3 separate regions of the Mus musculus genome follow, and all the other regions are linked to region 3. A link is a contact called in public Hi-C and HiChIP or PLAC-seq data. All regions are on one chromosome and are shown on one strand. Each heading gives the region's core, a stretch centred on a gene start, on an enhancer-like site or on the middle of the called end of the contact. The rest is flanking DNA. Distances are from core to core; before and after follow the strand shown. Region 1 has its middle 3.5 kb from the start of Gm36481. Region 2 has its middle 17 kb from the start of Gm36481. Region 3 has its middle 10 kb from the start of Gm36223.

The links. Hi-C and Micro-C count contacts between places; a contact is called where the count stands out from the background. HiChIP or PLAC-seq counts read pairs in DNA pulled down with a chosen protein or histone mark.
Region 1: a Hi-C map of cortical neurons shows a contact between it and region 3, with 2.4 times the contacts expected there. The contact joins two enhancer-like sites. A contact is called at or near these places in 2 of 484 Hi-C or Micro-C datasets (cortical neurons and nephron progenitors) and 1 of 115 datasets of contacts at active chromatin or transcription factors (embryonic basal ganglia).
Region 2: a contact with region 3 is called in an H3K27ac HiChIP or PLAC-seq map of stem cell-derived neural progenitor cells, with 3 times the contacts expected there. The contact joins two enhancer-like sites. A contact is called at or near these places in 2 of 484 Hi-C or Micro-C datasets (muscle stem cells and nephron progenitors) and 2 of 115 datasets of contacts at active chromatin or transcription factors (embryonic basal ganglia and stem cell-derived neural progenitor cells).

What each region holds. Positions count from the first base shown.
Region 1 is chr5:111,702,212-111,706,309 of GRCm38.p6, reverse strand. No RefSeq gene overlaps it. Among named protein-coding and RNA genes, the nearest start is that of Gm36481, 3.5 kb to the left of the region's middle. Within about 2 kb of position 2,524, at least 19 of the 459 cell types and tissues checked have an H3K27ac peak or open chromatin away from gene starts, as enhancers often do. A contact at or near this core is called in cortical neurons, where this site is marked.
Region 2 is chr5:111,722,926-111,726,524 of GRCm38.p6, reverse strand. No RefSeq gene overlaps it. Among named protein-coding and RNA genes, the nearest start is that of Gm36481, 17 kb to the right of the region's middle. Within about 2 kb of position 1,639, at least 65 of the 459 cell types and tissues checked have an H3K27ac peak or open chromatin away from gene starts, as enhancers often do. A contact at or near this core is called in embryonic basal ganglia and stem cell-derived neural progenitor cells, where this site is marked.
Region 3 is chr5:111,517,888-111,521,426 of GRCm38.p6, reverse strand. No RefSeq gene overlaps it. Among named protein-coding and RNA genes, the nearest start is that of Gm36223, 10 kb to the right of the region's middle. Within about 2 kb of position 1,731, at least 50 of the 459 cell types and tissues checked have an H3K27ac peak or open chromatin away from gene starts, as enhancers often do. A contact at or near this core is called in cortical neurons, embryonic basal ganglia and stem cell-derived neural progenitor cells, where this site is marked.

The sequences.
Region 1 (4,098 bases), core at 1,275-3,774, 180 kb before region 3:
GATATGAGACCCTGGATCCTACCTGACTGGATTGAGTTCTATTTCTTTTTTGCTCTTTATTCCACTCTCCTTGTTCCATCAAGCCAGTAAAGATGGTGTGCCCTAGACACAGAGCAGTGCCACCGAATCTGTGCCCAGCTGTGGAGAGAGGGATGCAGGGAGGTGATGGAGACGGGGGAGACGAGAGGTGAGCAACAGAAGGAAGCTGATTGAATGGAAAGGAAACACAGAAGGAAGAGAAGGTCAGACAAGAAGATCTAAGAGGCAAGAGAAGGGCTGGGGTCTGCCCAGTGCATGTCAGGCCCTGGATCTAACCCAGTGACACACGTACACAAGGTAGGCTAAGGGCCATGAAGGGAAAACAAAGGAGAAAAGATGAGAGGGAGAGCCAGAGAAAGGAAGGGAATGAGAGGAAGCAGACATGTCACCTAGGAAACAATCAAGAGCCAAGAGGGTCAAGGGAGAGTGGGGAGAGCAGACAGATGACAGACATAAAGTAAGAATGGCAGACCAACAGATATGAAGTGAGGACAACAGACAGACATGATGCCCAAAGACAATGTCTCATTCCTTGCCCAAGGTCCCAGGACTCTCATGATGGTCAATGTCGGCAGCACCAAGACCCAGACATATGGACACGTTCACGCCCAGTGACCGCCCACCTCTTGGTCTTCCCTCAGTTGCATTTTATAAACCTTGCCAAAAAACCCACCCTGATTCCCCCAGAAGTCCCAGAGAAGGCCAGAAGCAGTGTGGCTACAATGTGACCTTGTGTGGCTCCTTTCTGTGTGTCCTGGGTTCAAGTAGGCATGGAGCCCACCATGACTGTTCCCATTCCTTGGGCTCATCATTCCAAAGGCCAGGTGATTGCTGAGTTTGGGGTGGGTGTCCCCTAAAGACTTGTGTGCCCAAGGCTTGGTCTCAGGGGAGCTGTTTTGGAAGGTTGGACCACTGGAAGGGAGGATGGACTGTCCTTCATCCTCAAGGGGATCGCTCATGGGGTCCCAGTCTCCTGCTTTGTGGGCATACAATGAGAATTGCTATGTGCACATGGGGACCAGATGTAAGCCCCTTGAGACAAAATCTCTGAACTTAAAACTAGGCTGATGTGCAAATCCCTGGAAGCCATGATAAAAAGCCAAGTGTGGCCAAGAGTGTTTGGAACCCCAGTACCATGAGAGGCAGAAGCCAGAGGACCAGAGAGGCTTGCTGGCCATCTGCTCCCCACCCCCTTTTCTGTCTCTGTTTCTCTCTCTGTCTCTCTGATTCTGTTTCTCTTTCTCCATCTCTCTGTCTCTCTGTCTCTGTTTTTCTTTTTCCATCTCTCTGTCTCTCTCTGTTTCTCTATCTCTCTGTGACTCTGTTTCTCTCTGTATGTTTCTCTTTCTCTGTCTCTCTGTCTCTCTGTCTCTCTGTCTCTCTGTGTCTGTCTCTGTCTCTCTGTGTCTGTCTCTCTGTCTCTCTCTGTCTCTGTCTTTCTGTCTCTCTCTCTCTCTCTCTCTCTCTCTCTCTCTCACACACACACACACACACACACACACACACACATACACCACAAAGACATTTCAAAGAAAACTTCATTTTAACCCCAAAGAGTGAATTTCTGCTCCCCAAAGAGCAAATTGCCATGCAGCTTTCCCAGGACAGTGACGATGGCGACAGCCACTAGCTACTGTGCTTTTCATACGCTCGCCTTCTGGGCTCTGTGTCACGTGTCTTATAATTCATCATTAGCTGGCTTCTTCTTGTGATTCGCTTCTTTAGCGTCTTCTCTGAAGTCTCCAGGTTAGCTATTTTCAGAGCCCCGAAGCTGAGCAGTTGAGAGACGGTGTGGAAGCCACTGACTTCTACCTACACACATGATTATTTTACATGCCTCCCTTAGTGTGCAGTCAGCCTCTGTTCCCACAGCAACACACCCTCGGTCGGCTTCATCCAGCACTTTACAGAAGCTATTTTTATTGTATTTATTTATTTATAGGAGGTACACATGACACTGTACATGTGGGGGTCAGAAGACAACTTTGACATTTGATTATCTCTTCCCACCATGTGGGTCCTGGGGATTGAACTCAGGTCAGCAGGATTGGCTGCAGTTGCCTTTACCCCCTGAGCCATCTCTCTGGCCCTCTTCAGACCATTTTCAATGCAGAACCTGTCATCATTCTCCAGACAATGAGGTGCAGCAACTGTCTCCACAGCTGTCATGTTGAAGCAGGGGTCAAAGGTCACATGGGAGTGATTGACATGTGCAGCAGCCTCCTCAGCAAATGCCGCAACACTCCACTGTATGTAAGGGATGGGCATCCCAGATCCTGGTGCCCAGGGAGGTCTGGAGGCAAGCCCTGTGGTTGCTGAGAAGGGACTGAATATGTCATACACTACATCCCATTACACACATTGTATAGAATGTATAATGTAACACAGTGTGCTTGTCATACCACACATTTCCATGTGTGTGACATGCCACGCGGATGTCGCACACGGGAGCCCTGGCAACGGCAGGGAGAGAAAGCAGAATCCGGGTGTGCAGCCCAGCTAGGATCAGGTGTCTTACCATTAATAACTAGGCACAATTATGCAGGAATGTTTCCAAGGCTTTGAACAAACCCTGTTTACCTTCAGCCTTACAGAGCGAGGGGAGGGGCATCCAAGGGAATTTTAATCTTAGACTAGAGACTTATTTTTACCCTAAGATGGCTTGATGAGGGGTGGGTGGGGGCACGATTTAATCAGGAATGTACTTGGCATGCAAGCATGAGAAATGGAGTTCAGGTTTCCAGAACCTACCAAAAAGCCAGGTATGGTGGTACACATTTATAACCCAGTGCTGACGATGGGGAGATGGAAATGCCTGGAGTTCGCTGGTTAGCCTGACTGGTAAGCAAATGACAGACCCCATCTTAAAGGGAGCAAGAAACATCTAGAAAGAGGTCACCTGAGGTAGGTATCCTCAGTCTTATACATGTAGGGGCACATAGGTGTACCTCCTCCAACACACACACACAGACACACACACATACACAGATACACACACATACACAGATACATAGAGAGAGACAGACAGACAGATAGACATAGAGATACACACAGATACACAGAGACAAACAGACAGAGAGACACAGAGAGATACACATTCATACACAGATACATGCATATATACAGATACATGCATACATACATATATACACACAGAGATACACACAGAGAGAGACACAGATACACACATATACACAGATACACACACATACATAGATACACACAGAGATATACCCACACTCAGATACACACACACATACACAGACACAGAGAGATACACACACATATACACAGATACACACAAAGATATACAGATGCAATTACACACAGAAATACACAGATACACACAGACAGACAGACAGTCAGACAGACAGACAGACACCGAGATACACAGACACATACACAGATACACACAGAGAAACATACACACTCAGATATACACACATATACAGATACAGACACATACACAGATGCACACACACATACACAGATACACATAGAGAGAGACAGACACAGAGAGATACACAGATACACACAGAGATACATACACACTCCGACACACACATACACAGATACACACACACAGATACATACACAGTCAGACACACACATACACAGATACACACACATACACAGATACACACAGAAATACATACTCAGATACACACACAAACATACACACACACAGAGATACAGATACACACTTACACACAGAGACAGGCAGACAGACAGACAGACACACACACACACAAAATAGGTTCACTTGGAAGAGACACACAGAGCCAAGTGATGACCATTCCTGCTGTGCACAGATGCTGGGTCCCAGAACATCTGCAGGAGTGAGAGCCGGCGTCCTTTTTATTCACAGTGGGAACCCCGGAGCATATTGCTGCTGACCAGCAGGACTCTGAAAAGCTCTGCCTCACTCAGGCCCCTCCCTGGCATGGAGGGGGCCTGACCCATGTCCTCAACAGCATTTGTGGTACCCTATCCTCTTTCTCTGGGTAACAGGGCCAGGCCTCTAGACCTTTGTCACCGACCACAGAACTAGTAGCCTCT
Region 2 (3,599 bases), core at 390-2,889, 210 kb before region 3:
TCTTCTAGTGGGATGAAGACTACCCCAGCCCCAGGCCCAGCCCCAGCCCCAGCCCCAGCCCCAGCCCCAGCCCCAGCCCCAGCCCCAGCCCAGCCCCAGCCCCAGCCCCAGCCCCAGCCCCAGCCCCAGCCCAGCCCCAGCCCCAGCCCCAGCCCCAGCCCCAGCCCCAGCCCCAGCCCCAGCCCCAGCCCCAGCCCCAGTCCCAGCCCCAGCCCCAGCCCCAGCCCCAGACACCTAGCAGCTGGGGAACCTGAGGATATGATTTTATTTAGAAAAAGGGTCTTTGTGGATGTCATTAGAGGAAAAGGCAGCTTGGGCCAACAGGCAAGAGACACTTGTGTTGCCAGAAATGACAGAGTCCAGGACACCCTCCTTAGAAGTCTCAGGAGAGCAAGGTCCATCCACACCTTTAAACCTTGAGTTCCAGAAATTCGGGAAACACATTCCTGCCTGTGCTGAGGAATTTCCTTATAAAGCCTTAAGACACAAATGCAGAATGACGGCTGACGGATGTGACCTGAGGACTGGGGGACCTAGGAGCCTCCCAGAGTCCCCCTTGGTTGTCGTGTGGCCAATTCCAACAAAGTGGCCTCTGTTGGCTCAAATGAACGGGGCAGAGGAGACAAGGAAGTGAGGATATGAGTGCCCAGATCAACCTCCTGTCTAACCTTAGCGAATGCCATCTCCTCGAGGTCTGGACACAATCGCGCGGGCCCCTGGCAGTCAGTCCTTTTCATCATGTGAGGTCTGCAGCCCTGAGCAACAGACTCATTCAGAGCCTCAAATAGCCTTCAGCTCCCAGAGCCTCCGACTTGCCAAGGCTGCATAGATACAGCCAGACCCTCCACAAGTCCCCTCACCCCACTGCCCAGGTGCTGCCTGGCCAACCTGCTCCTCCTCGGGGCTGCACCCGGGAGCTCACTGCAGACTCTTCATCTTCAAGGAAACAGAAAGCACACTCTTCACCCACTATAACTTCCCAAACAAACTGGATTCCTATAACCATAAAACAAAGCCCAAATGAGCTGGCCCTGGCCCAGGAGGGAAGGCGGGAGGAACCCGGGTGCCGGAGGGGCTGTTAGTTGCCAGGCTGGCTGCACGGATTTCGACACCTCAGCCTTGCAGTCGCTTAATATTCCAATGAGCACCCGAGCAAGGCATTAGGAGCGAAGGAGTGCATGAACGCCCTCAGAGCTGGGGGAATATTACTCACCAGGTCACGGTCGGCTGCATAAAATACAACCCTCATATATCATTATAACTGCCAGCCAGCGACAGTTATAATTGAGACGGCAATAACTAGGAGAGAGTTCTTTAATTTAACATCCAATTATTACAAGTTATCACTTCTTAATAAATGTAATATAACAGACAATCAATGTTGCATGCGACGGCCCAGACTGCAATGGGACGGGAAATTTATATCCTGGGGAAAGAAAAAATATACTGTGTGTAGTGTGCGTGCGTGCGTGCATGCATGCATGTGCGTGCGTGCGTGCATGTGTCTGTGTGAGTGCTTCGGCTTTCTAGTCTGTAGAGCTGTGAGTGTGCCAGCTATCTGGCTATAAATAGCTGGGTTTGCCTAGGCAGCTAGCATCTCCACATTTGCATATGTACAATAGCCCCAGGCCAAGGGAACGGGAAGAATGAGAAAGGGGAAGAGATTTCTTCTCAGGGCTGCAGGCTCCTCAGAGGAGCTGCAAGGGGCAGCAGGGCCCAGCGGGCACAGGGCCCAGGGTGGCAGCTGGGACAATTACTCTGAGCCTTAACCAGGCCGAGCAAGTTTTTTTTTTTTTTTTTTTGGATTTAAATGTTGGGGTTCTTTTTCTGTTGTGTGTTTCTTCTGTTGGCCAGAGAGAAAAGGAGCCCTTTATGAGTGAGCAGCCTGGCACCTCTTTGTATAGTAGAAGCATCGGTGCATCCAGCACCCCCATAAATGAATACAAATGACCGGCACCCTAGGAAGGATCCCATGTCTTGTGGCTAAACTTCCACGGGCTTGTCTTCCACTGGATGGCAAAGCTCTGACTCTTTCCCTTAGACTCCTGTGCCATTGTTGGCCCCCTTGTTATAGAAACATGCTCATTTGTATATCCATCCACATGACTGATTTCACCGGGAATACCTGCCATTCTTGACATCTCCACTCTCCAGTGAGTAGGGTTGCTTTAGTCTGGGGACACTGGACACAGGGTACTGCTGTATGTATTTGGGGACTGTGGGGGCTTCCCCACATTCTTGGTGAATACCAAGAATGAGCCCTGGGGATCACTCAGGGTCCAAACATTTCTGCTTCGGTTCTAACAAATGACTACTTTTGCCAGTTTTCCTATCTATCGGCTGTGTTCCGGTTGCTCTGTTTTCTTTGCCAACATTTGGTGCTGTCAGGTTTATTGGCTTTAGCCACTCCAGGGGGCACACAGTGGGAACCTATGCCAGAGGACACACAGTGGGAACCCATGCCAGAGAACGCACAGTGGGAGCTTGCTGTACTCCATCAGCACTTCCCTGAAAGCTTAGGACATTCCTCACTTTAATTTAATGGCTTTCCCTGTTTGTGTGGCTTCCCTGTTAAAGCGTCTGTTTGTTTAATGGTTTGCGTGTTTTCTATTGGGTCCTCTGTTCTGTTCTCCCTCCCACAACCTTAACCACTCTCCCCTTCCTTTCCCTTCTCTGTTAGGGAAGAGGTGGTTATAAATCTTGATAGAATCTATGGGTTATTTCTTGTTCTATGCAATTCAAAATGGTGATCATCTCAAAGGTGGTCTTGATGATCTCTGTGGAGGAGCAGGAGAGCAAAGGGGATATATTTGGTTCACTGGAACTCACTGCCATGGCCCTGTGTGAGGGGAGCTGCCCATCTCCCTCAGTGTCTACACACCCACCTGTGGTCTGGCTCCTCGATGACCACAGGTGACAGAGCTGAATACAAGAGGTGCCGCTCCCAACCCCAAGGAATACAAATCTCCTAAAGAAAACAGAAGATTCTCAGAGAGCTCGAGATTGAGGCAGACTTCTTAAACAAAATCAAAAGTGCAAGAAGTACATGAATAAGAAACCCAACAACATGCTGGGTTGCTGAAAAGACATTTTGCTTCTTCTTTTTTTGTTTTTTGGTTTTTTGAGACAAGGTTTTCTCTGTGTAGCCCTGGCTGTCCTGGAACTCACTTTGTAGACCAGGCTGGCCTCGAACTCAGAAATCCACCTGCCTCCCGAGGGCTGGGATTAAAGGCATGTGCCACCACGCCCAGCTCAACATTTTGCTTCTTAAAAAGACATTTGTTAAGAGAAACTGACAGGCAGGCAGGTCATTTGATCTGGGTCCCTGGTTCTAAACACTTGTATATGCCCCTTCGTTCAGGACAGGTGACAACACACCAAGATTAACCGTGAAGGAAACCTTTGCAGATATGCCTGGAAGCCCTTCCCCACAAGGGGTTCATGGAAGGAATACAGCATGCTCAAGAAAGCTCTTGCTCCAAGCTGGAGAGGGGCAGGTAGTGTGTGAGGGTCTTGAAAGAGCCACCCCACCCCATGCCTCACCCCATGCTTCCTAGGCTCCATCCTCAGCTCATGGGCTAGCTTGCATCTCTGAAGCA
Region 3 (3,539 bases), core at 482-2,981:
TTCACACACATATACATACATATAGTCACATACACTACACTCACACACTCACTTACACATAAATACATACACACTCATGTATACACATATGCATATATATGCTCACACACATACAAATACGCACATACACTTACACACATATATATGCCTACACAAACATATACATACATACACTCATGTACACACATACACACATATACATATACACATATACTTACATAGACACATACTAACCCATGTATACACATACACTTATGTACATACATATACATATATACATACAAACATTTATACATACCAACATATATACACACAAATATATACATATATACATTCACACACATATACTTACACACATATATATATACAAACACACACTCACACTTATAGTACACACTCATGCACACACATATGCATACATATATGTATATACTCACACAAATATATACTTAAACATACATGCACATACACTCATGCACACACATATACATATATACATACACACACATATACACAGACATACATGCACATACACTCACACATACATAGTTACACATACATACACATGCACTCATGCACACACATACACATATATACATACACACATATACACATATATACTCAAACATACACTCATGCACACACATACACATGCACTCATGCATACACATATATACATACAGAAACACATATACACATACATGCATATGAACACACACACACATACTTCTTGTACCATGCTGTCATCTAGAACCTAGAAGAGGAAAGAGTTTTGGTGTGTACTGAAGAGCCAAGATAGAATTCTGAGTGGATCAGAACAGAGACCAAAGAGAGTCATGTAGTCAGAAACAGGGTGCAGGTTTTAATGTGACCACCCCAAGTGACCTCAACAATCTTGCTTACAGAAGGTCTGCTGGAACAGGAATGGTGCCAGGGGCTCCTCAGTGAGCAGTAGTGTGGAAGGAGAGGACAACAAAGCATGGGCCGAAGACTGTCCTTGGGCCTCCATGTCCTCATCTGTAAAATGGGCATAGATGCAAGGCACAAAGGACATCAGGGCTGGGCCAGGTGCTAGACTCATTCCATACAGTGAAATCAGACCAGAGCAAATGGAACCAGCTTCTGGTGGTAGAGTCTACCACCCTGGGAAAACTGAGGCCCAGAGACAGAGGTTAGATGGATACAAGCTGATCTCACAAAGGAGGGAATGGCAGGCAAGCCTTCTGCTTATATTTGACAGCTGTGTCACCCCCACCAGGGGCCCCAACAGACACAAGAAGGGAGCAAGAGGTGAGGGCCACCAATGGGCCTGCAGCATCCACACCCTTAAGCTCCCCACAAGCTCAGGATGCTACTGAGAAATAGCCATGTCCCAGAGGGGGAAACAGAGGCACACATCTCAGTCACCTGCAGAGATCCCAGAGCCAAGTGTGTGACAAGGCTGGGCCTGCAGCCAGTGCTGACACTTCTGGGATCCCTCTGCAGCCGGCCCGGCCCTCTGTCACTAGCTTCCCTAGTGTCCAACTCCAGACAGTGGTGTTTCCTCCCTTCCTGCCCAGATGGTGACTGTCGCTTTGTCCTGAGGGTGTCCTCCTTTTGCTCTGCTTTCTCTGGCTTTCTTTCTTTCTTTCTCTCCCCCAGCCGCAATTGGAAGGACAGAGAAGCAATTCCCTGGATGGCAGGAGCAAACAAAAGGGGCGGCTGTCAGCTAGTCCCAGGGCCCTGCCACCCAGAGCTGGGGATATGGAAATGAGCTGGTGCATATGCAAATGAGACTCCTGGTGATTTGCATGGGGCTGCAGAATAAAGTGGAAGAAGGCGGTGGGAGGCTGTCAAGTTCTGCCAGCCCCTCCGTGGGGCCTCTTCTTGGTACTTGGCCTCTGCAGATAACCTCCCTAGGGACAGCCTCTCTGAATGCTGGTCCTTTACAGTACGAAGGATCTGGGCAGCTGTAGGGCTTCCTCCTTCCTATCTGGGTAAATAAATCGAATTTTCTGTTTATTGCCTCGTTGTGCCAACATGCTGCTGGTTGGGTGTTTTATGAAATGCAGAGAGAAGTCTGAGATGGTGCTTAGTGAAATGGTGGACCATGAGGGACACTCAGAGCAGGTGCTATAGACAGCAAATATACAGAGGAGCCTCCTCCTGCCCAGGCTGAGAATCCAAGGCAGCTTTGATGTGCTCTGGATGATGTGTGTGCAGAGTACTGGGGCAGGGGTGGGGGGAGTCAGGCTCCAAGGGCCCTCTCAGCAGGGCCTGGCTGGGTGGAGGATGGGTAAGGGGATGAAAGAGAAAAATAAATAAGGAAAAGAGCTTGAAGGATGGCTGGATGCATGGGTGCAGAGATGCTCGGATGATCAAACACCATGGCCAAAGCAACATGGGGAGCCAAGGTTTATTTGGCTTAGGCTTCCACATCACTGTTCATCCCCAAAAGCAATAACAGCAGGAACCTGGAGGCAGGAGCTGATGCAGAGGCCATGGAAGGGTGCTGCTTACTGACTTGCTCCTCATGGCTTGCTTATCCTACTTTCTGATAGAACCCAGGACTGCCAGGCCAGGACAATACTGCCCACAAGGCTGAACTCCCAGGGTTTGTCCCAGGCTCTTGACTTGAAAATGGGTCTGGCAATCCCAATCCCAAGGACCTCTCTGCTAGTAGCTCAGCGGAGACAAAGAGGAGCACAGGCTTCCTCAGCACCCTACACAAAGAGCATAAATGCCTAAGTGTGTAAGCTGGCCTTTTCTGTCAGTGAGCCAAGATCATCAGTGAGATGCCCGGAGGCTCACAGGAAAGCATGGATACTTTCTCCTTAGTGAGATAAAATACTTGACAAAGGCAACGTAAAAGAGAAAGGATGTATTTCAACTCACAGGTCCAGAGGGATACAGTGTATTGTCGCAAGGAAGGCCTGGTGGCTGGAACAGGAGGCTGGTTGGTCACATGACATCCACAGTCCAAATACACAGAGAGGAATATTGCTGCTCAACTCCCTCTCTCCATTCCTGTAGTCCAGGACTCCAATCAGGCAAAGGTGGCACCCACAGCGAGTAGATCTTCCCACCTCAGTTAATGTAATTGAGATAATCCCTATAGGCATACCCAGAGGCCCACCTCCCAGGTGATTCTAGATTCTGTTAAACTGGCAACTAGCACTGGCCATCACAGTGGGTGTATAACCCTGGCACAAGATGAAGTTATTATCCACACTGTGTCTACATAGAATATAACATCAGGACACAGCTGCTGCTCCAGCCATGTGCTGAACAGTTTTGTATCAACTTGACATAAAGCTAAAGTGATCTGAGAGGAGAAAGCCTGGAGTAAGAAAATGCATCCGTGAGCCAGCACTTGGGAGGCAGAGACGGTGTACCTCTGTGAGTTCAAGGCCAGCTTGGTCTACAGAGAGAGTTCCAGGAGAGCCAGGGCTACAGGGAGAAACTCTAGGGGAAGGAGAGTGTAGACACAAAACAAAACAAAACAAAACAAAACAAAACAAAACAAAACAAAACCAAACACAAAACCAAACAAACAAAAA